Regions from separate parts of the Mus musculus genome. Here all the other regions are linked to region 2. A link is a contact called in public HiChIP or PLAC-seq and promoter capture Hi-C data. All regions are on one chromosome and are shown on one strand. The core of a region is the stretch at or near the end of the contact, and the rest is flanking DNA. Distances in the headings are between cores, read along the strand shown.

Region 1 (3,094 bases), core at 513-3,012, 1.4 Mb before region 2:
CGAGGATGCACCCGAGCTCGGCCGCCGCCGCTGAACAACAAGCGCCGCCTGCACTACAGGGCGGAGGGAGGGGGCGGGGCCCGGGCGGAGCCTGGCGTCGACGCGAAGCTCCTAACCAATTGGATATAAGGACTGGGCTTAGGGCGGCACACACTCAAGGGAGTTGCGAGCGCCCTCCGGCGTCCGGTGCAGGAAGAAACGTGTTCACGTGCGGTATGGGGGCGGAAGGCGGGGCCTCAGCAAAGTGAGGAACCTGACCAATTAGGTAGCAGGGGTGGAGCTAAAGTGAAGTACGACTCACCAGCGCCTCCAAGCGTCCATAGAGGGATGAACAGACCAGCTCAAACAAACCAGAGCGTCTGCAGGGGACCGAGATGGGGCGTGGTCTAGAGTCTACTACAGCCAATCGGATATCAAGGGGCAGAGCCTAGACATGAGGCTCAGGGGCACCCTAGGCGGACACTACACGGAGGCAGAGGCAAGCTAATCTAAGACTAGCCTGGTCTACATAGCAAGTTCCAGCCTAGCCAGGGCTACATAGGTGGGACCCTATCTTTGAAAAAACAAAACCCCAAAACTAAAACCAACAAAAAACCCACAACTGGGCAGTGGTGGCACACAGCTTTAATCCCAGCACTCTGGAGGCAGAGGCAGGTGCATCTCCAAGTTTGAGGCCAGCCTAGTCTACGAGATCCAAGAACTCAGAAATCCTCCTGCCTCTGCCTCCCCAGTGCTGGGTCTGAGTTATCCTCAGCTATATATTGATTTAAAGAGACCAACCTGGGCTATAGGAGTGTGGGCGTTAAAGAAATTTATTACATATATTAGAAGTGTATTTTACTACTGTCATTTTATCGCTTTACAACATAAGTTATCAATAAAAATAAGCATATGTCATATTGCAAAATAATAAGATGTATGTAATATATATTGTTTGTTGTGTTTTTGAGACAGACACTCCAGTCTGAGCTTCCTCCTTGCTAGGACAGGCGTGGACCATCCGTTAAGACAATTGCATCAGAAAGAGCGCTTTGGTGTGTGGTGTGGACAGAACTTGACTTAAGCCTGGGCTTCCAAAGTGTGGTCACTGGAGCCCAGTAACAGCACCTTCTGAAAGCGGGTTAGAAGCCTGAATCTGAAGTCTTCTTGCCGCAGGAACTAAGATGGGGTCACCAACTCCTCCAGCGATATGGACACCTGATAAAAGCTGAGATCTCTTTGGGCATCACAGGAAGGAACTAGGTCAGGAGTGCTCGAATTAAGAGGAAGCAAAGTTCAAAAAAAAAAAAAAAACCAAAAAACCAAAAATAAAGTCTGAAACTGGAAAGTCACAAGGGGTCAGGTGTACAGACAGGGAAGTCAATGCCAATAGAGTAGATAATGATCTTGGGTGTGGCTAAAAGGTGTGGTATGGCCTACAATTCCCCAGTGAGGGGGCTGGGGACGTAGTCAGGGGTGGAGTTCCCGCCTAGAATCCCATAGTAATGAGCTGGGCTGTGGCTCCATGAGAGTTTTGATTATTCCAGTGTCCCCCCTTGTGATGAAAGCTGGAAGCTTGACAGCGGGTAAGTTGCAGCGCGAGGCACAGCCCATTCATCCCGTAGGATGCTCAGTGTTTTGTGAGCACCTACTCTGTGGTGTAGATGCTGTGGGGTGCAGGGCTAGCTAGGCCTCTCTGGGTACTCAGGGGTTAAGGCCTGTCTGGCCACGTGAGAGCACCTTGCGACTGAGCCACAAACCCTCCCACCTGCAGGCCGGCCTCTCTTGCACTCACAATTGCGCACAACCTGCACAGTCCTGCCGGTTCCACCCGGCAAAGGGACTCGCCCACCGTTCCTTCCACTCCGCTTTCGCTGAGCAAACAGGTTGCCCGGCCCGAGCAGCCAGCTCGGGTCTCCTCCCTGCCACCCATGCCTGACAGCTATCCAGGACCCAGCTTCCACCTCCCACCCTGCGTCCATTCACTCAGCCTTCCAGACCGGTAAGTCTCCAGCTGAGCTCATCCCAAGGGCTTTATGCATCCAAGTGATCCCATGTCAGGCTCCCGGGACCCCCAAGTTTGCTCTGGATGCCCCCCATGGGAGCCGGAAGCTGGCATCCTGTGGGGACATCTGACACAGTTTCAGAAAGTTCCAGCGGGTGCAGTTTCTGCCCTGGCACAGCGCCCAGCACGCTGCAGCCCAGCCTTCAAAGGGTCTTTGTGAGCGCAGGTGGTGGCTAGGGAGGCTGGTCCCTGATCCCCTAGCAGGAAGGATCTTGGTTCCCATGGGAGGCTGGCCTGCAGTTTTGGGAGATGGCAGAGGAAGTTGGGGTACTCCTGAACTAACTCTTGAGTTTTTCTGGAACTCTCCCTGAGGGTCACCCCATATATCCAAGGCATGAATGTGCCACCTGTCCTAGGTTATACATTGTGGGGACAGGAGAGGACAGGAGCTCTGTCAGCTCCCCAAAGCACGTCTGTCAGCTGAGAATTGCACGACGAGGGTAGAACGGATGGACAGATGCCTAATGGGATTGACAGAGGAGTTGGGAGGGGCACAGGAACCTTCTGTGTCATTTGCCCCAAAACAAAGAAAAACAATTCCTTCAGGAAGGTGTGTCCAGCCACCAACATCACCACCATCCCCCCCCCCCCAGGTTATCTTATTCTCCGGGAAGGATCAGCACACAGGGGGACCTGGCCTTGGGAGTTCTGGTATTGGCTGCTGCACTAGCCCAGCCTCAGTTTTTCATTTTGCACCAAGGAGAAGCTAATGCTATAGTGGCAGGCGCTGGGGCGCTGGGGGCCCTTGTTCCCAGCTCAGTTCCCAGTTATTTGGCACAAAATGAAGTGAAGCCCAAACAGGAGTAACTGCTCCCGGAGGCTGCACAGTAGAGTAAGACTGTCGCACAGGGGGCCTTAGAGCTAACCCCCAAGAAACCTCCCTGGGGCGACATCTTAGAAAAATCCCTGTCTGGCCTGGCACTTCCGTGTGGCACCGATGCTGGGGAAAGTCCACGATGAGAATTTAGGCTCGGTTCTTCCTCCTGGGCCGGGCCGCGTGCCAGAGAGGCAGTGTTTGCTCAGGGTAGAACCCAACACCCTTCGTGGCTG
Region 2 (3,408 bases), core at 731-3,230:
GGACACTATCTGGCTTGATCCATCGCCCTTCCCCCACCCCGCTGAGCACAAACCCCCCCCCCACGGAAATGCTGAAAGCGACGCCCCCTCTTTGAGGGTGGGGTGGGGGAAGGCATGAGGAAAAAGCTAGAGGAAGCCCCTCTCCCAGCCTCCCGTCCCCCCACCCAGGTCTGTTTGGTTTAATGACCCTTCCTGGTGGAGGGTGGGGGAGGGGAACAGGGTAGGCCTCCACTGGTGGGGCTGGTAGCCCTGGAGGGACACAGATGGAAACCCCAAAGCTGCCCCTAGGTCAGGCCTGGACATCCCCCACCCTCTAGAGGTACCGGTACCCTGAGCCAACGTTGCCCATCCTTATAGACCCCTCCCCCAGCCCTTTGTCCTTGGCCCCCACCCTCAATTTATGGCATTCTCAGAAAGATCTACTAGGAACTGGTAGCTGGTGTTTGTGGAAGGGGGATCTGGCTGCAGTGGGGAAGAGACCCAGAGCCACACCCTAGTCCCCCCACCACCTCCAAGCCTCAGGTCAGAGAGAGAGAGAGAGAGAGAGAGAGAGAGAGAGAGAGAGAGAGAGAGAGAGAGAGAGAGGGAGGGAAGGAGGGAGGGAGGGAGGGAGAGAGGGAGGGGGAGAGGGAGAGAGGGAAGAGAGAGAGAGAGAGAGAGAGAGAGAGAGAGAGAGAGAGAGAGAGAGAGAGAGAGAGAGGTCACTAGCTCGGCCAGGCCTTGCAAAACACGGTTATTTGGAGTTGTGCAAGGCCAGGGCCCGAGGGTGGCGAAAGGGGCCCCTCTCTCCTCCAAGGGAGGTGGAGGGGGAAGGGCAGGAGCTGGGGAGGGGGCTGGGAAAGAAGGCACTGTGCCCCCCCAGGAGACGTGTGCAAAAACACACCCCAGTCAGAGGACAAATGTAAAACAACAACAAAAAAACAAACAAACAACCCCCCCAGTGGAGTCGGTATTTCAAAGGCTTCTTGGAAAGAGCGAGCTGGGGAGGGGGGGTGACCCTGCTGCCCAAGTCGTAAAAAACGGAAGATATTTGACAAACCCGCTGCGAGTTGACACACACGCGCGCACTCCGCGCTTCCTGCTCCCTCTTTTGTGTCGGGGGGGGGGGGGCAGGGGACCCTACCGGAGGGATCTGGATGGGCGCACCCCGCGGGGCAAGTGGAGACCCCAGTCCCAGTAGTACACTGGAGCTAGGGAACGAAATGGGGGGGGGGAGATGGGCGGACCCCGCTGGACACAGGTTTGGAAGAGAAAAAGAACTGTAGGTACCGGGGCGTGGTGGCGCGCCCGGCCTGGGATTTTCCCAAGCACTTGGGAAGGAAAGCTGCGGCAGGGGGATGGCCTCGAGTTTCAGGCTAGTCTGAGCTTTAACTCGAGTTCTAAGTCAGCCCGTACTACACAGTAAGATCCTATCTCCAAACATCTTTTTTAATTAATAAGAAAAAGCAAAACCATGTTCCCAGAGCGCAGCCCCCAGTCCTCTGCGCGCGCGCACATACACAGACACACACACCCCGGGTCCGTTTCCTTCCGCCAGGGGACAGCGCGCACTCGCGACCCCCGCGCACTCGTGTACCGGATGAAGGTCTCCAAGATCTACAACCGCAACAGCCACCCCAACTCTGATCCGTCAAGTCGCATACTCAGCCCTGCACCCCTCTACGCGCGCGTCTTTGCCTAACTTTGGAGACCCCGCAATTGTCGGTTTCCAGGGTGCCCTACGCTGCCACCTTTAGGAGAGATCGCTAGAGCCGCGCTGCAAAAGGCCTTACCGCCCGGGGTGGCCCGGGGGGCGCATGCCCCGGTGCCCGGAGCCCAGCCCAGAGTCCAGCCTGCTGGTGGCCTCCGGTGGCCTCTCTCCCCCTTGGCCTCCCCCTGGTGCCCAGTGCACGCTCCTGGCTTCGGGGTCACCCGCCTCACCGAGTCTCCAGGCCGCGTCTACATCTCCATCCGTCTGGATCGGATAGGGACGAGGTCTCCGCGCGCGACCGGGCCCCCCGCCCCGCCCCTCCCCCACCCAGCAGACGAATCGCCGTGTGACAAATTGCTCTCAGATGCAAATACCTCGCCGGTGATTCAGCAGCCCCGGGGACGCAGGAGGAGGTGGTGGGTGTCTCTCCAGGGTCCCCCTTTCCAAGCTTTCCCAGGACACCACACCGGGGTCCCCCTTCTCCAACTCAATCTGAGGACGTCCACGGTGGGAGGAGGTGGAGGGGAGCCGGAGAGCCGCCACAGAGTGGACGGAAAACTTCAGGTCGCGGCCCCTTTAAATGATAATAAATAATAAAAGGAAGGGGGAACCGGACTGAGGGACGCTCCGCCCCCATCTTAGGGACCGTGCGCAAAGTGCACGCCGCAGCCCACGGCGCAGAGGCCGCGAGCGGGAGGGCGGGGCTGCGAGAGCCCCATCGCGGGAATCCCGAAGAGTTAAAAAGGGTTCCTCGCCCCACCTCTGAGCGGAAAGTCACCTGGGCCCCCGGCCGTTTCCTGGTTTCACCCGGAACGCAAGATGGATAAGCCAAGCTTGGAGCTGGAACCTCCGCCCACTATGCTACCCTAACCTTCCGGGCCTGAGGCTCCACGTCTCTGAAATGGGCTTAAAAACCCCCGGCTAGGCTAGATCTGCGGGGGCTGGGACGCTGGGGTGTGAGGGCGCTGCGTGCGCAAAAGCACCGGGTTGGGCTGCGCGCGCGTTCGAGGAAATGCGAGGAACCGTGACGACCGTACCTAGGAGCGAGGGAAAGGAGGGCCATCCTTTAACCAACTCAGTGAAGCCCCTGCCTCGGTCTACCCAGTTCGTCTCGGGAGAGTACTGGATTCTGAGGTCCCATTTTGCAGGCTGGGAAACCGAGGCATGATGTGAGCTCAGCTAGAAGTTGAGACGATTCTAGTGGGTAACGCCAGTGCTCAGGGCAACCCCCGACCTCGACTAGTTCCCCATAGGTGGTGCTCAGGTCCCTTGTTAGACTGTTGTGGGGATCTTGAGCAGTCTGCCCCTTGAAAGCCACTTGTGTGAGTGTCTGGAGAGATGGGGTGGCTCCGGCCAATCCAAGTTCCCGGAATCCTCCCTAGAATCTGAGACTGCAGCAGTTGCTTGGAACCTTAGCCTGCAAGGCTAAGAAAGTTGCAGGTGGCAGCGAACTGCGCCTTCAAACTTTAGACACCTTGATGTGTTGGGGTGTGGCCCCGGGGTGGAGCTGGGCCTGCACACCAGCATTCTTCTCCAGCATCAAACGGGCTACTAGCAGATCTTTCTCCCTCTAATCATCTTGTGTGTCCCCTGTAAACTTGGGCAACCCCCCAAAACATTCTGCCAAGATAATGAAAGCAACATACATTCCCATTCTCTCTCTCTCTCTCTCTCTCTCTCTCTCGTGTCTGTGTGTGTGTGAGAGAGAGAGAGAGAGA
Region 3 (3,370 bases), core at 230-2,729, 1.5 Mb before region 2:
ATGCAGCTGAGGTACAAGTCTAGTGTCCTCCTGAGCCTCCCGATGCACCCTTGGCACATGGTCACCTCGGTGCTGGTGTCTGCTTGCATCTCCACAACCCAGAACATTAGACACCCACGGGGAAACTGAGGTTCAGGGAGAATGATGTTTATTGGCTGGGACAGAGCCACACATGCACACTATGCATGCATTGAACCTGCTGTGTGCTGTCCCTAATATAGGGAGGTGATCAGTATGGGCTCATGTAGCCCAGGCTGGCCTTTGGCTTCTGACACTCCTGCCTCTTCATCCCTGCTGGGATGACAGGTGTGGGCCCTGGTGTCCTGGACATCCCAAGGGCGCGCATCCAATCTGACAGGTGGTTTGGTCAGTATCCGTGGGTACTCCTAATAGTGTCACTCACAGGCATCTCCTGGGGTATGGACCAGGTGGCCGGTGTGCCAGGCAGGCACCTGGGACCCGACACCCCAACCAGTGGTTTCCTTCTCTGGGCCTTGGCTTCACTGGAATTACAGTGATAACGGATTAAAGCATCTTACTGCTCTGTAGCACACTCTCCCCCCAGCCCTCACATCCCATGTCCTTGGGTCCCTGGGAGAGAAATAATTGAAAAAGGCCTAGACTTGTGAGTGGACACTGGTGGCCGGGGTGGGGGTGTGCAGGCTTCTTCAGACGCTGCCTTCAGAAAGGTGATCTCCAGCTGGGCAAGGCCCAGCATACCTGTCTTCCCAGGAGGCTGAAGTAGGAGGATCCAGAGTTCAAGGTCATCTTTAGCTACATAGTGAGTTCAAGGCCAACCTGGGCAACATGAGACTCTGGCTCAAAAATAGTAATAATTAAAAGAAAGGAAGGAAGGGAAGAAAAGAGAAGAAAAATGAAGTTAGTTGGAGTGAGATTTCCCTGTGCCTCAGATTCCCCAAATATGAAATGGGCAGCCTGGACACTGATCTAAACTTGGGGACCTGGTTGGCCTGGATCACCCCACTCTGCTCTTTATCACACAGTAGTGTCAGAGCCTGGCCTGGCCTTGAGTCCTGCACCGCACCCTTCCCAGGGACCCCATACCTGCTGCTAGACCACTTATTGGCTTTTTAAGGGAAAGCCTCCCACACTGGTCCCCCTCTACCCTACTGGCAGTGGCCACTTTGAGGGCACAGGTGAGGGGACAGATGGAGTTTGGGGTACAGTTGGGGGCAGAGGCAGGCTGCTGCAGGGACTCAGGTGGGATGTGGGGGGCAGCTAAGGGCTCAGCCCCATCTCGTGGACCTGATCGCTGTGTCCTCCTCTACAAATGGATAGCTCTAGAGGGAGGGGACTAGGGGGTCCGCGTGTAGAGACATAGTTTGTTTGTTTGTTTGCTTGCTTGTTTGCTGTCGGCGATTTCTTTGAAAGTTGGATGCGGGCGGCAGGGAGGGAGCGGGGGCGGGCGAGAGGCGGCGCGGGGCGGGGAGGACGGCGGAGGGAGGAGCGGGAGGGCGGCTGCAAAAATGACTCAGTAAGTTCGGCGGCCGCTCGGCCTCTGCGCCTCCGGTGCCAGCGCCCCGGGATGTATTCCTCCCCGCTCTGCCTGACCCAGGTACGCACCCCGCTCCCGGCCTGGCCCCGGCCCGCACCCCGGCTCCACCTGGAACCGCATTCTTGCAGTCTGGAACCTCCCCTCCGCAGCGGGGGTGGGAAAAAAAAAGCGCGCGCGTCCTCTCTACCCACCCTCTTCCAGGCCAGGGTGTTCCTGGCATGGACCTGGGGTGCGGGCAACTCTTGAGATTGGGGATTCCATCCTCGTTAAGCTTGATTGCACACTTGGAACCCCATTTTCTGGGCCCCCACTTTGATCTAAATCGGCTGTTTTTGGAACTCTCTCTCGTCTTGGCTGGATGGGGGGGGGGGCTGGCGTCCTCCCCACAGCCCTCACCCTTTGCACCCAGGAAGTCTGGGTCCCCTCCAGATGGAGAAGAGAGTAGGTGTCCGCAGGAAGCACCCCACCCGCACGTAGAACGCTCCCCACCCGCCCGTAGGACTGATCTTGGGGTTCCCTGCTGCACTGTAGGTCTCCCTAGCTGTGCGGTAAAGGGACCCCTAGACTATTTGTTCGCGAGTTCTTGGTTTCCCAGGTGGCCGCCCCCCCCTCCAGCTGGCAGTGTCCCCCTCCATTTCAGGCCCACGTGTGCGCGCGAAGGGGGAGGGGCGCGCGAAGTTGGCGCGCGGGGGGAGGGGCAGTCTTGCGGGTGTCCATCGCGGGTCCCCCCCCTTCCCTGGCTCAGCTCCCCCCCAGCTCCGCATTGATTCTTGAATTATTGAGCCGAGCAGGCGCTGCCAGGCGGCTGGCGGGAGGAGCAGAGGCCAGGGCTGGAGGAGGAGGAGGAGGAGGAGGAGGAGGAGGAGGAGGAGGAGGAGGAGGAGGAGGAGGAGGAGGCCGCGGCGGCGGCAGGGGACTGGCGGACACTGCGTACTAGGTGGCCAATCCAGCACCTGCCCTGCTGTGCCCCTCTGGCTGGGTTCCAGCATCTGAGGGAGAGTGGGGAGGGGTGCATCCATCCCTCCAGGGGACCCCCCTTCAAGGAGCCCCCCAGCTGTGTCTGCCCCCTGGAATCATAAGCCTGTCTTTTCCAACTCCACAGCCTCTTGTGATTTTTTTTTTTTTTTTTTTGCTGTGTCTGCCTCAGTTTCCCCTGAAAGAGAGTGAGACATAGTGGTCTCCAGACTGTGTTGGTTCTGGGAATTGCAGTTGTCTGATGTCCTGAGGAGAACTTTGTGAGGGCCATGGTTGTTTTTGCCAGGGAAGACCCAGGTAGCCCATCTCAGGGACAGGATCCTGGGGTCCTCCACTCCTGCGGGTCCCTCCATCTTGGTAAGAGGTGCAGTTCTGTGATCCCCAGGGGAGACCCTCATACTGAGGGAACCCCAGCCTGCCCTACCCAGGGTTCCCTGGTGACCTTGGATAAATGCCTGCCCCTCTGCAGGCCTCAGTTTCTACTTCAAGTGAGATTTGAGGAGTGGGTCACCCCACAGCCCAGGGCAGGCGTTGCTCAGTTGCCGCCAGAGCACCGGCATTGGGATGTAATTGCTGTGTGACCCCAGGGAGACTGGAGTCTCTGTGCTGACTGACTACTGGTGGCTGAGAGGTCTGAGGCAGACGTGGCCGGCTGGAAGGCAGCCTGGGCACGTGGAATTCCCCGTCCTGGCCTTCTGGAGGCCTCCATCCAGGCTGCTGCTGGGAGCTGGGGGCGGGGGCAACCCCAGTGCTGGCTCCAGCCCTGAGGACTTAGTGTGGCCTTGGCCTCAGTTTCCCCCATAGGAGGGTGTGGGTCGATCTGGCAGGAAGGATGCCACCCCTGTGATCTCCCACTCACCCCCTCCTACCCTGAGGGAG
Region 4 (3,358 bases), core at 315-2,814, 1.3 Mb before region 2:
AGACTCCAGGAAGCTGTGCTGTGACTAAGACACATATGCACACAAAATATAGTAATTACATAAAAGAAGTTCAAGGCCAATCTGGGGGACATGAGAGCCTGCCTTTAAAAAACCAAAATCAAAATCAGCCAAGGCCAGGGTGGTGGTGCAATCCTTTAGCTCCAGCACTTGGGAAGCAGAGGCAGGAGGATCTCTGTGATGAGCAAGTTCCAGACCAGCCAGGAGTACATAGTAAGACTCTGTCTCATGGGGGAAAAGAAGAAACCGAGCTGAGAACAATCCCATAGCAGACAATGCTCCGAGGCACTGTCCCCGGCTCAGGGGCAGCAGCTACAGGTCTCTGTGTCTCTCTCCACAGAGGACACGAGAGAAAAGGAACTCAGGTTCCCTGTCATCTGGGAACCTGAAGTCTGGCGTGGTACCACCAGAAAACTCTGTGGCCACTGCTTCAAGACACTGAGGAGAGGAAGGGCACCCACCTCCCACGCCACTCACCTGCCAAGCTCCTCTCCCATCTCATAATGGTCCTCAACATCCTCTTGCCTGAATGTGGACATGGCGGCTGGCCTTCTGAAGGATTCTGGGGACACAGGAGCTGGAGGGACAGAGGAAACAGGAAATGTTTATCACGGATCCGACTTCTCCCAAGAGGCTTCCCCAGCATATGTGACACACAATGCCCCTGCCCCAGATTTTCTTTGGTCATCTACAGCCTCTACCCACAATTTGGTCATGGTAGAGCAAACCTGACACCCCACACTGGGGAGCGGAGGGCTGCACGGCTACGAGTTCAAGAGCATACTCAAATACTTGGTGAGTTACAAGCCAGCCTGAGTTCCATGAGACCAGCTCAAGTGACTGGAGAGATGGCTGAGACGGTAAGAGTGGGTGCTGTACTTGCACAGTCTCCAAGTTCAGTTTCCAGTGCTCACTAGTATCTCTAACTCCCAGGCCTGATGACCTCTAACGCTCTCTTCAGGAACCTCAGGTACCTGCGGGCACTGTGACACCCCTCTCAGAAACAAGCATAGATATAACTAAAAGAAGCGGAACAACATCTCTCAAGCAGTATATATATATATATATATATATATATATATATATATATGTACAAAACTATAAAACACAATACAGTGTCAGGTGCCCTTTACCCTAGCACTCAAGAGGCTGAGGCTGGAGGATTAAACAGAGTTCCAAGTCAGCGTGGGGTTCTCTACTCGAAACACTTCCATAGCGTCCGGCTCTTGAAATTCCTACCTAGCTTCCTCACCTGTCAATCATGCCCACCAGCACCCCGGAACTCAGGGGTGTCGCCGGAAACCTGACACATGCGCAGCAGTGTTGCTATTCCTAGAGGTCCACCCCTCGAGATTGGAGAAAGCCATGCCCCTCGCGGGTTCCCTCCCCTCGCTCCCGCCCTCGTCGCGTGTCCCTTGGGTCCCAACACAACGTCCCGGACCCGGCCCATTCGTACCGTCCTCAGCCATCGAGTCCCCGCCCGGTGCCAGCGAGGCCCCCGCGAGAACCTCCGGTACAAATCCTGAGACGGCATCTACGCATGCGCTGACAGCGCAGGGGCACACCTCCGCAAAACCCGAAAACCAGCGCTCATTGGACTACGACTTTAACCGGAAATTGAATGCACACGCTCATTGGTTAGCATCTGACCTCTCAGCGGAAGCGGACGTTGACTAGTGACGTCATCACCCAAGGCTAGGCGAGAGTCCAGTGCTCATTGGCCAGCCTGACAGATTCACAGGAAGGCTCGACACCGCCCTTGTGGAGCACATCATTATTGGGCTCCTGGCTGATGATTGGCTAACGCGAGAGGCTGAAAGCCAATAACCTGGAGCCGGGTATGCGCAGACCAAACCCCTGATGTGCAGGTCTATGGAGTGATTCAAGTTTGTGGAATGGACTGAGGCAGTACTGTGAACTCACAATAAAACCCATTCTGTCGCACGGGGTGCAGTGTGTGTGTTATGTGTGAATCACCGCAGGCCACCTAAGGGTAGCCAGATACCCTGAAAACCAGGAAAGCGTGCGCTGTACAAAACAGAGTTGCGAGCACATGTGGATCAACCACTGTAGTTTATTACTCCAATGATTCATTCCCACAGCCGGGCTGCAAGTCTAAGGCAGGCTGCCTGCCTTCCTGGAGGCACTTACCCCACCTCCCCCTCTGGGGGAACTCCACTTGGCCATGGACCCCAAAAACCTCTGAATGCATTTATTTAGACTTTTGGACATCTGCGCGTTTCCCTCTGAAAATGTTAAGAGCCGTGTCCCGCCCACCCCACAGCCTGCCAGTCCAGCCTGCAGAGAGATTCCCGCTATCTTGTAATTCCGAAATAAATAGAATTGGTAGCAAGTGAGTGCTGAGTGATGTCAGGGTGGCCCCAGCAGCCTCTAGAGGAGCACTGTGGGACAGTCTCAAGGTGTCTTCTGATGGGTGGGCACTGTGCAGCATGTGGCAGTATCAGGCTGCCTACAGTTTGTCCAGGAAGTTGTCCAGCGCTGGGATGCCCTCTTTCAGGCCCTTGCGCTTGCGCGTCTCAGCTACCACTTGGCTGGGGCGGCTGCTGTTGTCAAAAGGATCCCCAGGCAGGATCTGCCAGTGGTCAAACACGCACTGGGGGAAGGCCTGGCCGCCGGTGTTGGATCGCAGATCAGCGGTGAAGCCTAGACAGAAGACAGGAGACTCAGGTGACTTCCCTGGGGGGGTGGGGTGGGGGGGGGACATGCTTAGCTGTCTTGCCACCCCTCCCAGGAGGGATTCCTGGGTCCTTTGTTTTGGTTTCTCTGTGTAGTTTGTAGCTCTGTCTTTCCTGGCACCCTTAAGCAAGCTGGCCGTGATGACAGAAATCTGCTTCTGTTCTGCACCCCGCAGCTATATTACACAGGCCTTGCAGGTTATCTGCAAACCCCAGGGACCAGACACTCACCAAAGGACTCATTGACAGGCAGGTATGCCTTGACCACAAACATGGGGGTACCAGCCACCTGGGACTCCTCAAACACATGGCCACGCTTCCTGTTCAGGACACCGTAGATGCCACCCACCACTTGCTCAGGACACTTCGAGGAAAAAGAGAGAACATGGTGAGCAGTGGGCAGAGGCAGGAGGATAGACAGACACCACCTAAGATACACAAGTTACCTGGATCTCCACCAGATAGATAGGCTCCATGAGGCGGGGCTGTGCGGTCAGCACACTGGCATACAGGCAGCGGCGTGCTGTGGGGATGATCTGGCCACCTCCCCGGTGAATGGCATCAGCATGCAGGGTCACATCATGAACATCAAACCGCACACCACGCATGTTTTCCTCACAGAGAGCGCCCTGTGAAGAGCTGGA
Region 5 (3,388 bases), core at 299-2,798, 1.3 Mb before region 2:
CAGTTGTGCTGAACTTTGATCAACTTGACACAAGCTAAAGTCATCTGAAAGGAGGGAACCCACTGAGAAAATGCCTCCATGAGATCAGGCTGTAGGCAAGCCTGTAGGGTGGTTTCTTAATTAGGGACCAATGTGTGTGGCGCCATCCCTGGGCTCTGGTCCTGGGTTCTATAGGACAGCAGGCTGAGCAAGCCATGGGGAGCAAGCCTGTCAGCAGCGCCCTCCATGGACTCTGCATCAGCTCTGCCTCCAGGTTCCTGCCCTGTGTGAGCTCCTGTCATGGTGATCTGGAAGTGTGAGTCACGCAAATCCTTTCCTCCCAGCTTGCTGTTGACTGGAGCGTTTTCTTTTCTTTTTTTTTTTCTTTTCATCATTTGTATATTTGTGTGTGTTGTGCTACGGCAGTGGACTTGCCTGACTTACAGACCTGGAACTCTGGTCCCCACAGTGACCCTCTCACCAGCTCTTGGCCCGGGTGTGTTATCACTGCAACTGTAACCCTAACCAAGCCACTGAGTGAAGAGGACACTCGTCCCCAGCCGTCAGCCCCCAACTCCTCACACACAGCCAAGCGCCTTCTCTCCACTTGGCACGGACATTATTCATGTGGCCTTTTATTTAGAGACAACATCTCCTTTAGTTCTTCAGCCTGGCCTCATACTCACTGTAGCTCAGGCTAGCCCTGAACTTAGACACACACACACTGCCTCAGCTTCTCTCTTCAAAGATTGGATTGGAAGCCTGTGCCACTTGCCTGTGCTTTACTGACTTCCAAAGACCAGAGGCTCACTTTACCCTGCCTAGCTTAGCCCCCCATCCATTAGACACAGAACCCCAGACCCCATCCTCGTCTGGAGAGCCCCCCATCCATCAGGGACTGAACCCAAATTCATCCCTGTCTAGAGGGTAACCCATCTGTCAGACACCAGAACCCCCAATCCATACTCACCTGGAGGGTCCCCCATTCATCAGGGATTAGAACCCCCAATTCAGGCCCATCTGGAGGGTCCCCCATCCACTAGACATCAGAACCCCAGACTCCATCCCCGTCTCGAGGGTCCTCCATCCATCAGGAACCAGAACTCTGACTCCATCCCTGCCTGGAGGATTCCCCCATACATCAGACACCAAAAACTCCAATTCTATCCATCAGGGGCCAGAACACCCCACCCTATTCCCGCTTGGAAGGTTCCCCAAGGTCTCAGGTCCTCTCTGAGGTCAGTCCCCTCCCCCAACTCTGTCCTCCATCCTCGGTCCCCACCCTACCCATCCAGGTCGGTCCCTCCTAGGCTAGCCCTATCCCCACGGGGTCCCCGCCCCCACCCTGCCTGTCACTCCCCGGACTCCCCGCCCCGCCCTCCCGCGGACCCCAGGGGCCGTCGCCCCGCCTCGGGCCCGCCCCGCTCCCCGTGACTCACGACCGAGTCCCGCGGGGTTGGGGCGCCTCGCCGCCCACGGGGCTCGTTACCTGGACGACGGGTTGGTGCCCTGCGCGAGGCCGGAAGAGCTGCTAGCCGCCATGTCCACGTCCTCCCGGAGCCCACGGGAGTGACGTCAGGGCCTTGCCCCCGACGCACCGCCCCGTGCTCGTTCAAGCCCCGCCCCTGCTCGAACCTGCCATCCCTAGCCCCAGAGAGCCTCAGCCTGTCTCCGCCCACCGGCCAAGCCCCGCCCCCTACGGAGGACGCCTAACTCAGGTGCCTCTATGATGATGAAAGGACATCTTAGGGAAGTCGGTTCTAGACCCGGCCTGCCATCCGCCACGTGGAGTCCCAGGGATCAAGGATCAAACTCCAGTAGTTGGGCTTGGCGGCAAGCCCCATCACCTGCTGATGTACACTGCCACCTTCCTTATCTCTTCTTGGACGCAAGGCAGAGAGCTGGCTGATTCTTGAGAAAGCTTGAGAAATTCCAAGGCTGAGAGAGTGGGTGGGTGGCACGTGACCATCCTTGACCTGAGCATGTGTGGCCTCCAAGGCTTAAGGCTCTAGGTGTGTAGCCCACGTCTTTCTAGAAGGCAGGGGGACTGTGGCAGTTTCTCTTGAGTTACATGTGATCTTTTCCCCTATTATTTATTGCAAGCCCTGTGCCCTTGACTTTTGCCTCTGAGAGTCCAACTTCTGACGTGTTCTAGAAAGGTGCAAACTGATTTATCAGTGCTAAAGGAAACACACAAAATGGAGTAATAGCCCAGAAAATGCAAGGAAACCCAGACACCTATTCCAACATGGATGGATGGCCCTTGAGGACAGCATGTCAGCATGAGTCAGACACAAAAGGACACTCGGACCAGGATCTCACTTCCAGGAGGTTCCTGGAGTCCTCAGACTGACAGACACAGGAAGTAAGATATAAGAAGTAGGGAGGTGATGGGCATAGTGTGGGTAGATGGAAGGTTCTGAAAGTGGGTGGGAGTTATGGCCGCACCGACAGGTGAATGAGCCTCGTGCTCAGTGAGACAGTAGGCACGCATTTCCATGGTGGGAAATGCCTAGAACAAACCTGTTGTCAGGAAGAGAGAGCCTATGTGACCTATACTCACATGTACACTCGTATGAACGTAGGAGATCCGAGAGTACTGACAGTACAGGCAAAGGCCTTGTGGCAGGAAGGAACTTGATGTGCTCACAGGATGTGCAGAAAGAACCTTGGAGATCCACTACTATGTGGGGTCTTATATTAGTTACCAGGAAAGATAAGAAACTGAATGGAGGGGGGTTAAACCCCAAACATTTATTCTCTCACACTTTCAGGGACCAAAGTCTGGGCGATTAGTTCTTTATGGACACTGGGGACATCCTTCTCTGCTCTCTTTTACTTCTGGTAACGTCTGGAAATCAACTGCAGTTCTCAGCTGCTAAATCAAATTGTAGCTTAGTCTCCATTTTCCCCAGGACCCTTGCTTGCCATACTAGGCAGAGCTCTACCCCTGACCACTGGCTGAATTCTACATAGGACATCACCTCTGACCACGCCCCCACCCCTCTTTAAATGTTTGTGTGTGTGTGTGTGTGTGTGTGTGCATGTGCCAGTGCATGTGTCAGTGCACATGCAGAGGGCAGACGTTGACATCAATGGCCCTCCGATTGCTTTTCAGTTAGCCCCAGCCTCCTCCCGCGCTTGCTTCGGGCTGAAACTGCCAGTGCACACCAGCTTCTCTGCCTACCCCCCTCCTCCCTGACAGCTCCACGCACACCTGCTGAACCATCCAGCATGACCCCTCTTCTCACTTCTGAGATGGGGGCTCACCAAGTTGTCCAGGCTGACCTTAGTCCAACCTGGATTTGAACTTGCAACGCGCCTCCCCACCCCCCACCCCCCGGTCTCAGCGCTTCCAGTACTTGAGACCAGGATACAAACTGTCTTTCCATCCCATCCAACTGCAGAT
Region 6 (3,523 bases), core at 242-2,741, 1.4 Mb before region 2:
CACGAGCGCCTGTGACCCTTACGGGCCCAGGAGCCCTGAGCCCGCTCCTCACCCGAGTCAGAGCATGAGGACTGGTTCTGTGAGTGCCATCGGGGTGGTCGAAGGCTCTGGCTTCGCCTCCTAGACTTCTGCCGCTGCTCTCCTTCCGAATCTGACCTGTGGGAAGGACACATCAAGACCTGTTCAATGCTGGCTGCTGCTGGGCACCATCCTAGGTGCTGAGGTACTTGCCTAGAATTCTAGCCTCACCGGCCTGTAAATCACATTGCTCCCCACATGAGCTAGGCTGTCCTTCATAGTAGAGCTACACAAGTCCCAGGGCCATAACAGACAATACAGCAAGAGAAATGAAGGTTAAAAGTGAGGGAGTAGTTCTTTTTTATGTAGTTTTTATTTTCTTTTAATTTTTGATTTTTTTCGAGACAGGGCTGGCTTCTCTGTGTAGCCCTGGCTGTCCTGGAACTCAGAGACCCTCCTGTCTCTGCTTTCTGAGTGCTTGTTTTATTTTAAATATGACATCTACAATGCTATCAGGTGGGAACTCCCTCTACAGCCAGGCTGGTTCTTATCTGTCTCCTAAGTGTTGGGGTTACTGGTGTGTACAGTGCCGTCAAGTCCTGCTGAGATGACAGGTAGAAGGGATGAGAAATGACAGACGAGAGGCCCAATAGATGGACTCTCTGACAGCCCAGGAACCACGAAAGAGGAATACCACCAGGTAGTATTTTGAGGACATGAGTTCGAATCCCCAGTACCCACAGTAAAAGATAGATGTGGCTGTTCGGGCTTGTATCTCCAGTGCTGTATGAACGGTGTCCTGATTAGGCTTTGGTCAACTTGTTAGAAGTACTGCCAGTTGAGAAGAAGGGCTGTCAACTGAGCAGAATTAACTATGAGGAAATGCAAAAAACCTTAACTGTGAGGCAATGGCTTGTAATCCCGAGCATTCCAGAGGCTGACGCAGGAGGCCAGCCCGGGACAAGACAATGTCTATGAATGCAGAGGTGGCGAGTGGAGTCATTCGGTCCCCTATGCTCATGGCCCGCGGTCCCCGGAAGTCTCCTTTGCCCCGGCGCAGCCCGGCATCTCGGATACTGCCCCGCCTGTCCCTCGGCTCCCAGGCCCGAGCAGCCCCCAGGACGCTCACCTGCGCCCTCGGCTGCGCCGCTTGCGTTCGCGCCGCCGCTCGTGTTCCCGTCGCCTTCGGCTGCTCCGCCCATGGCTCCGGCTCCGGCTCCGGCTCCGACTCCGACTCCGACTCCGACTCCGACTCCGGCTGCGGCTCCGGCCCCGGCTTCGACTCCGCTGCTTCCGACCCCTGCGACCCACAGACCGTGAGCGCGAGCGAGAGTCCCGACCCATTTGGCGGCCCGCGCCGCGCATGCGCGCGCGTAAACAACCAGGAAGCTTGGCGCCGGGGGCTTTCCTTTGGCGCGGCGCTCTAAGGACTGTCCAAAGTGCGCCTGATCACAGGGAATGACTTACTCCCTCTAACCGGGACTCCAGGGACAACATAACCCGAGATTTCTCCGGAGTTCTCAAGCTGGGAACACATAGTAGATTCCTAACGGGACGCCGTTAGAACTAGCGGATTGACGCTCCATTCATGCAGTGAAGGAGACTGACCTAGGTGGGCCCTCCCTCGCGCCCTAGGTGACCGGCGAGTAGCGTGCTTAGGGAGGCGGAGCTACGAGGCGGTTGTTCCAGGGCGGAAGAGGCGCCTAGTGGGCGGAGCCTGCACTTGCATGGGCAGTGCCCTAGGGGCGGAGCCTAGTAGAGGAGCTTATGGGGAAAGAATAGGGCTGGGTTAGGCGGGGCTTACGGAGATCGACAACTGTAGATCGGGAGACCCGGCCGGGGACCTGCGCTGGGCGTGGCCTGAGAAGGAACGCAAGAATGGCGGTTACGGGAGCCGGGGTGGGCGGGGTCTGGTAAACTAGATTGACAGGCGTAGACCAATGGGCGGAGGAGTGCATATCAGGATTTGAGAGGGTGGAAGAGGGGCTGATTGAGGCAAGATTGACATCTGTAACTACGAACTGTGAATGGGTACGGGCAGGATATGTAGTCGAGAGTGGCCGACTGAGGAGTGGGAGGAAGTAGAGCGGCGGTGGGCGGGACCTTGGGGGCGAGATGGACACATTGGATCTGAGGGCGGGGCCAATGAACCCAGAAACTGCGCTTAGGGGTCTTGCTGGGCTTGGAAAAGGACGTCAAAGGGGCGTGGCTAGAGTGGGCGGAACTTAAACCTGCAGGGCCCGGTGTACTTCTAAAAATTGAAACCCGGAGACCCAAGCGCTCGCGGGAGTCCTCGGTTTCTAGGGTAGCCTTGTAGCAACCGGTTCCGAGCTAATAAAACAACAGGACATGAACAGACAGTCTCTGGCTGACTCCAGGACGAGTCTGAGTACTACTACGCCCGCCAGCTTGCGTACTGCGCTCAACTTGTGGCTAATCTATGGATAGGGAAGTTTAGGCTTGGAGAAAGGAAGTCATCTGCGAATTGGGATTCATCATGTGGGATCCAGGGAGGGTTTAGAGCGGGGGAGACAAAACACGTGGTGCCCACCCTTCGCCTGCTCTCCCATCGCACGCACGCATAAGTCACCGGAGAGGAGCTGTTTCTTATTAGAGATTTATTACAGATCTCAAAAAGAGGGGCTGTGACAGGTGGGGCGGGGACCTGGACTGCATACATTTGCCGGCTGCGCTGGAGGGACAGGCCCCTCTGGTTGGTGCCAAGAGGACACTGTGCTTGGATTGTCAAACACCAGACCACATAGGCTGAGGACGAGGGATCCCAAGTCCTGATGAGTAAGACACACGAGGTTTGTAGTTTACAGAATGGATTCAACAATAAAAACAGGATTGGGGGGAGGATGTGCGATGCGATTTTTAACCACCGGAGAGTGGAGCTAGGGGTGAGAGACAAGGGGCTGCAGACAGTACCGTGCCAAGGGACCCCACGGGGAGGGCATATTGCACTGAGGTTGATGTGGGGCTGGACAGGGGACTTGCTGGGATGGCTTGAGGAGAACAGAAGTGGGCCGGAGAGGGCACCTCTTCAGCCTTGGAGGAGCCCCCAGGCCTTACAGTACAGTTCACACACCGTCCACGGTGGGGCAATAGTGGCCGTTGGAGAGAACAGGATGGGGACACGATGGGGAGTCACAAAGATATTTACAGATTCTCTTTTGAGAGGGTCTCATGTAGCCCAGGCTGGCCTCCAACTGGTTACAGCCAAGGATGACCTTGCATGCCTGCTTTCTGCCTCTACTTCCCAAGTCAGGGACGGCAGCTGTGTGCCACCCCATCTGGTTTCTGCGGTGCTGGGATGGAACTCAGGGCTTACGCAGCTGGGTGAGCTCTGCCCACTGAGTGGTAGGGCCAGCCCTGGGAGTTTTATCTTTTGGTCTCATTTCGCTCTGTAGCCCAGGCTAGCCTGGAATTTGCCACAACCCTCTTGCTTTAACTTTCCAAGTGCTGGGATGACAGGTGTGATATTATACCTGCCTGGTCTGTG
Region 7 (3,385 bases), core at 660-3,159, 1.6 Mb before region 2:
TGCTGCCCACATCAGCACCAAGTCCCACAGAAACCAGGGGAAGCAAATGGCAGGTGAGGCTCACTCAGCATCTACCTGCACAGAAAGGAGCCTAGGGTAGGGCTCCAGCATGGAATCATGAGTGTTCGGGGGCAAAACCTATAAATCCACTCATCAACAGATCTCTGAACCCTCAGGACCCCCTAGAGCCACTGGCCACTTTGGGGACTCAGGGTTAATTACAGACCTCAAAGTCAATCTCCACATAGAGTGTATCTCAGAACCCTAACACCATAGGCTGGAGTCTCAGAAGCCCATGGGATCAACCATGCAACTCCAAATGCTATCTCAGAAGCTCAAGCCCTCAGAACCTTCAGGGCTATCTCAGAACCTCCAGTCCTTGGAACTGTCAGTTATCTCAGAACTTTCAGGGCTATCTCAGATCCTTGAACCCTCAGAACCTTCAGGGCTATCTCAAATCTCAGATCCACTCAGAACCTTTGGGATGACCACCTGAAATGTGGATGAACTTAGTTAGACCCTCCCCGCAGACACCCGTACCCCACATGGTCACCTGTTTATGCATCTCAATGTTGAGTCCGTAGGACATCTCGTAGTACTGCAAAGGAGACAGTCTTGGCCAGTGTGGATAGCTGGTGCCACCCTGGGGACACTGATGGGGTGCAGCCTCGAGGGGGTGGTACGAGTATCAGGGCAAGACACAAACACCCTGAGCCCCATGGAGACCCAGACAGGGAACCCACAAGATGGATCACGGATGGGCTCAGAGAGATAGGACAATCAGGTAGTCCCCCAAATTGGAGGGGGGGGGAGACCCACAGAACAGTGCCTGGTATCCCAGCCTGCCCTTTTTAGGGAGAACACGGAAGTGGGCAGAATGGGCAGGTACTCCTTACCATCACATAATGCCTTTGCATTTCTGTCTTCTCGCTGGCCAGCTTCTCACATTCTAGCTTGAGGCTGGGCAGGAAGAATAGACAAAAATGGGGGTTGACTTGCCACACCCCACATGGGTCAGTTTCCACAGTGACAGGCAGAAGCTGCTGGCTCCCCATTCCTTTAGAAACTGTTCCCAGTCCTCTCGAGCCCAGATCTACTCCTGGGACCAAAACATTCTCAGGGAAGGCTTTCCCTGAATCCATTCATCTCACACTCTTCTGGGCACCACCTCCACCAGAAAGCCCTCCAGTAGGCCCAATGAGCCCCGCCCCTTGCCCTAGAAACCACGCCCCTCCAAGAGTCCCCGCTCACCCCCATGGGGCTTCCCAGGGCCCAGAACTAGGGCTCCCTCACCTGTGGTACTGAGCTTGAAGAAACTGGAATTCCTCTTTGATCCGGTCACAGATTTCCAGTACTGAGAACTTGAAAGGCTGGCCAGACTGCAGCGGGGTCTGAGGGGGAGAGTGGGAAAGGACACTAGGGTGAGTTCCAGGGCAACAGCAGGCAGGAGTCCCCTCCCTGGTCCCCACCTCCTGCAGCCAGAGATGGGAGTCTCCGTACTCACCGGGTGCCTTCCCTGAGGGTACATCCTGCTGATGGATGGGTGAGAGAATGGACCCCCCCAGCTTCTTGGAGGCTTGAGGATGTGGCAAAGGGACGCTGAGGTGCAGAGGTGGCGCTGGGGAGAGAATTGGGTGCGGGGAGGAGCAGGCAGTAGAATTTGGGGTGCTAAGCTAGAGCTGGGGTGCAAGGAGACTGAGCCTGGAAAAGCTAGGAGAGAAGCCGGAGCTGGGGGAGGGATTTTTACGCAAAGAAAGAGCAGCCAGGGAGAGCCTGTCGGGGCAGGGGACCAGGACCCCGCGCTGCGCCCCCCCTCCAGCCAGCGCGTCCGGGGTTGTACAACCCAGGGGCAGCTGCAGTCAGCGCCGCAGGTCTGTGGCCGCCGCCCGGGGTCGGCGCTGGTGGCCTCAGTGGCTGCGGAGCCGCCTCCCTCCGCGGGGCTCGGCTGGGAGCCGCGGGCGGGACCCGCCTTAAGGTGGCACCGCCGCCCCCGCCTGCTCTGCTTCTTCGGTTCCAAGACCCGCTGGGGAAACTGAGGCTTGGGTTCGATCCTAGTGTTCCCGCCCCACCCCCACTCAAAAAAAAAAAAAAAACCGGGGGGAGAGAAATTAGGCAAAAAAAAAAAAAAAATCTCTGTGCGCGCGCCTCTGGAGCCGTGGGGGCTGCAAGTGGCTTCTCTGGGACAGCGACACTATGCCCTTATGAAGGATAAACATCCCCAAGATCGAAAGAGAGAGAGATACACACCTGTCCCAGGAAGAGCAGACCCAGGCTATGCTTGTCAACCAATGCTGCCCCACTCTGGAGAGATCCAGGACAGAGCCCAGGGCAGCTTGGTCAGGCTCAGAGCCCACTACAGACTTGCATGCTAGTGCCACCACCAGCCAACTGGGTGGCCTCCTCTATCCAGATTGGGCTCCTAAAGGACCAGACTCTTTAAACTTAGTGCATAGAACTCTTGTGTATCTTGAACCGGAACACTAGAAAATCTTCTGCAGGGGCTTCACCACTGACCCCGCCCCCAGACCTTCACTGGGAGATTCTAGGCAGCAGCTCTACCTCTGACCACACCCCCAGCCCTTCACCGAGGGATTCTAGGCAGAAGTCACCCATGACCACGCCCCCAGCCCCTCACTAGGGATTAGAGACTCCACTCTTGACCACGCCCCCAGCCCCCTTTTACTTTTGGAGGCAAGGCCTTGCTAAGTTGCCCCTGCAAAGCTTGAGCTTGGAATTCTCAGTCCCTGTAGTAGCTGGGACAACAGGCCTCTGTGTGCCATCAGGCCACCTCCTACATCCCATCAAGTTTAAGGGTGTCCCCCAGAGCTGAGAAGCCACCTGTCACCATGGAAACCCCCTTCCCCCCAGGAATCATCCTTTGTTTCCAACTCTGGCAGGACTAGACCTCAGAAGAGGAAGGAGGGGACCCACACCTTCAATCCCAGCACTTGAAATGCAGAGGCAGGCAGATCTCTCTGAGTTTCAGGACAGCTTGGTCTACTGTGGTGGTTTGACCATGCTTGGCCCAGGGAGTAGCACTATTTGGAGGTGTGGCCTTGTTGGAGTAGGTGTAGTCTTGTTGGAGGAAGTATGCCACTCTGGGAGTGGGCTTTGAAGCTCTGCCAAGTGCCTTAGTCAGACTTCTTCTAGGGGCCTTCAGAAGAAGACACAGAACTCTCTGCTCCTCCTGTACCATGCCTGCCTGGAGGCCTTCATGCACCTGTCTCGATGATTATGGACTGACCCTCTGACTCTGTAAGCCAGCCCCAATTGCCTTGGTCATGGTGTCTGTTTACAGCAGTAAAATCTTAACTAAGATATCTACAGAGCAAGTTTCAGGACAACCAGGTTCTACACAGAGAAACCTTGTCTCAGGGAGAGGGAG

Evidence for each region. Promoter capture Hi-C pulls out the DNA fragments that hold promoters and counts their contacts. HiChIP or PLAC-seq counts read pairs in DNA pulled down with a chosen protein or histone mark.
Region 1: a contact with region 2 is called in a promoter capture Hi-C map of liver, with 9 times the contacts expected there. The contact joins the promoter of Tjp3 here to the promoter of Arid3a in region 2. A contact is called at or near these places in 4 of 39 promoter capture datasets (the C10 cell line, liver and pre-B cells) and 3 of 115 datasets of contacts at active chromatin or transcription factors (astrocytes, embryonic forebrain and pancreatic cancer cells).
Region 3: a contact with region 2 is called in an HNF4G HiChIP or PLAC-seq map of pancreatic cancer cells. The contact joins the promoter of Nfic here to the promoter of Arid3a in region 2. A contact is called at or near these places in 3 of 39 promoter capture datasets (liver and pre-B cells) and 2 of 115 datasets of contacts at active chromatin or transcription factors (bone marrow-derived macrophages and pancreatic cancer cells).
Region 4: an H3K4me3 HiChIP or PLAC-seq map of embryonic limb bud shows a contact between it and region 2, with 11 times the contacts expected there. The contact joins the promoter of Dapk3 here to the promoter of Arid3a in region 2. A contact is called at or near these places in 2 of 39 promoter capture datasets (maxillary cranial neural crest and neural stem cells), 1 of 484 Hi-C or Micro-C datasets (CD4 T cells), 3 of 115 datasets of contacts at active chromatin or transcription factors (embryonic forebrain, embryonic limb bud and pancreatic cancer cells) and 2 of 9 other capture datasets (adipose tissue and liver).
Region 5: a promoter capture Hi-C map of liver shows a contact between it and region 2, with 2.8 times the contacts expected there. The contact joins the promoter of Zfr2 here to the promoter of Arid3a in region 2.
Region 6: a contact with region 2 is called in a promoter capture Hi-C map of liver, with 4 times the contacts expected there. The contact joins the promoter of Cactin here to the promoter of Arid3a in region 2. A contact is called at or near these places in 4 of 39 promoter capture datasets (the C10 cell line, hippocampal neurons, liver and 1 more) and 1 of 115 datasets of contacts at active chromatin or transcription factors (pancreatic cancer cells).
Region 7: a promoter capture Hi-C map of liver shows a contact between it and region 2, with 6 times the contacts expected there. The contact joins the promoter of Tle2 here to the promoter of Arid3a in region 2. A contact is called at or near these places in 4 of 39 promoter capture datasets (hippocampal neurons, liver and pre-B cells) and 1 of 484 Hi-C or Micro-C datasets (B cells).

Annotation. Positions count from the first base shown.
Region 1 is chr10:81,289,935-81,293,028 of GRCm38.p6, reverse strand. It overlaps Tjp3 (tight junction protein 3), which reads left to right and starts at 1,762. Exons shown (of 21, transcript NM_013769.3): 1 at 1,762-1,981. Pip5k1c (phosphatidylinositol-4-phosphate 5-kinase, type 1 gamma) reads right to left here and starts at 66. Exons shown (of 18, transcript NM_008844.3): 1 at 1-66.
Region 2 is chr10:79,925,913-79,929,320 of GRCm38.p6, reverse strand. It overlaps Arid3a (AT rich interactive domain 3A (BRIGHT-like)), which reads right to left and starts at 1,980. Exons shown (of 9, transcript NM_001288625.1): 1 at 1,921-1,980. Gm40715 (a long non-coding RNA gene) reads left to right here and starts at 2,330. Exons shown (of 2, transcript XR_001779822.2): 1 at 2,330-2,859.
Region 3 is chr10:81,425,282-81,428,651 of GRCm38.p6, reverse strand. It overlaps Nfic (nuclear factor I/C), which reads left to right and starts at 1,479. Exons shown (of 10, transcript NM_008688.3): 1 at 1,479-1,576. The coding sequence starts at 1,547.
Region 4 is chr10:81,181,213-81,184,570 of GRCm38.p6, reverse strand. Dapk3 (death-associated protein kinase 3) reads right to left here and starts at 1,564. Exons shown (of 9, transcript NM_001190474.1): 1 at 1,475-1,564; 2 at 496-595. The coding sequence starts at 1,487. Eef2 (eukaryotic translation elongation factor 2) reads right to left here. Exons shown (of 14, transcript NM_007907.2): 12 at 3,161-3,343; 13 at 2,946-3,078; 14 at 2,062-2,682. The coding sequence ends at 2,489.
Region 5 is chr10:81,231,323-81,234,710 of GRCm38.p6, reverse strand. It overlaps Zfr2 (zinc finger RNA binding protein 2), which reads right to left and starts at 1,548. Exons shown (of 18, transcript NM_001034895.3): 1 at 1,469-1,548. The coding sequence starts at 1,521.
Region 6 is chr10:81,319,071-81,322,593 of GRCm38.p6, reverse strand. It overlaps Cactin (cactin, spliceosome C complex subunit), which reads right to left and starts at 1,491. Exons shown (of 9, transcript NM_027381.2): 1 at 1,148-1,491; 2 at 1-156. The coding sequence starts at 1,383. Pip5k1c (phosphatidylinositol-4-phosphate 5-kinase, type 1 gamma) reads right to left here. Exons shown (of 18, transcript NM_008844.3): 18 at 2,620-3,523.
Region 7 is chr10:81,573,811-81,577,195 of GRCm38.p6, reverse strand. It overlaps Tle2 (transducin-like enhancer of split 2), which reads right to left and starts at 1,909. Exons shown (of 21, transcript NM_019725.2): 1 at 1,505-1,909; 2 at 1,294-1,391; 3 at 897-960; 4 at 554-667. The coding sequence starts at 1,528.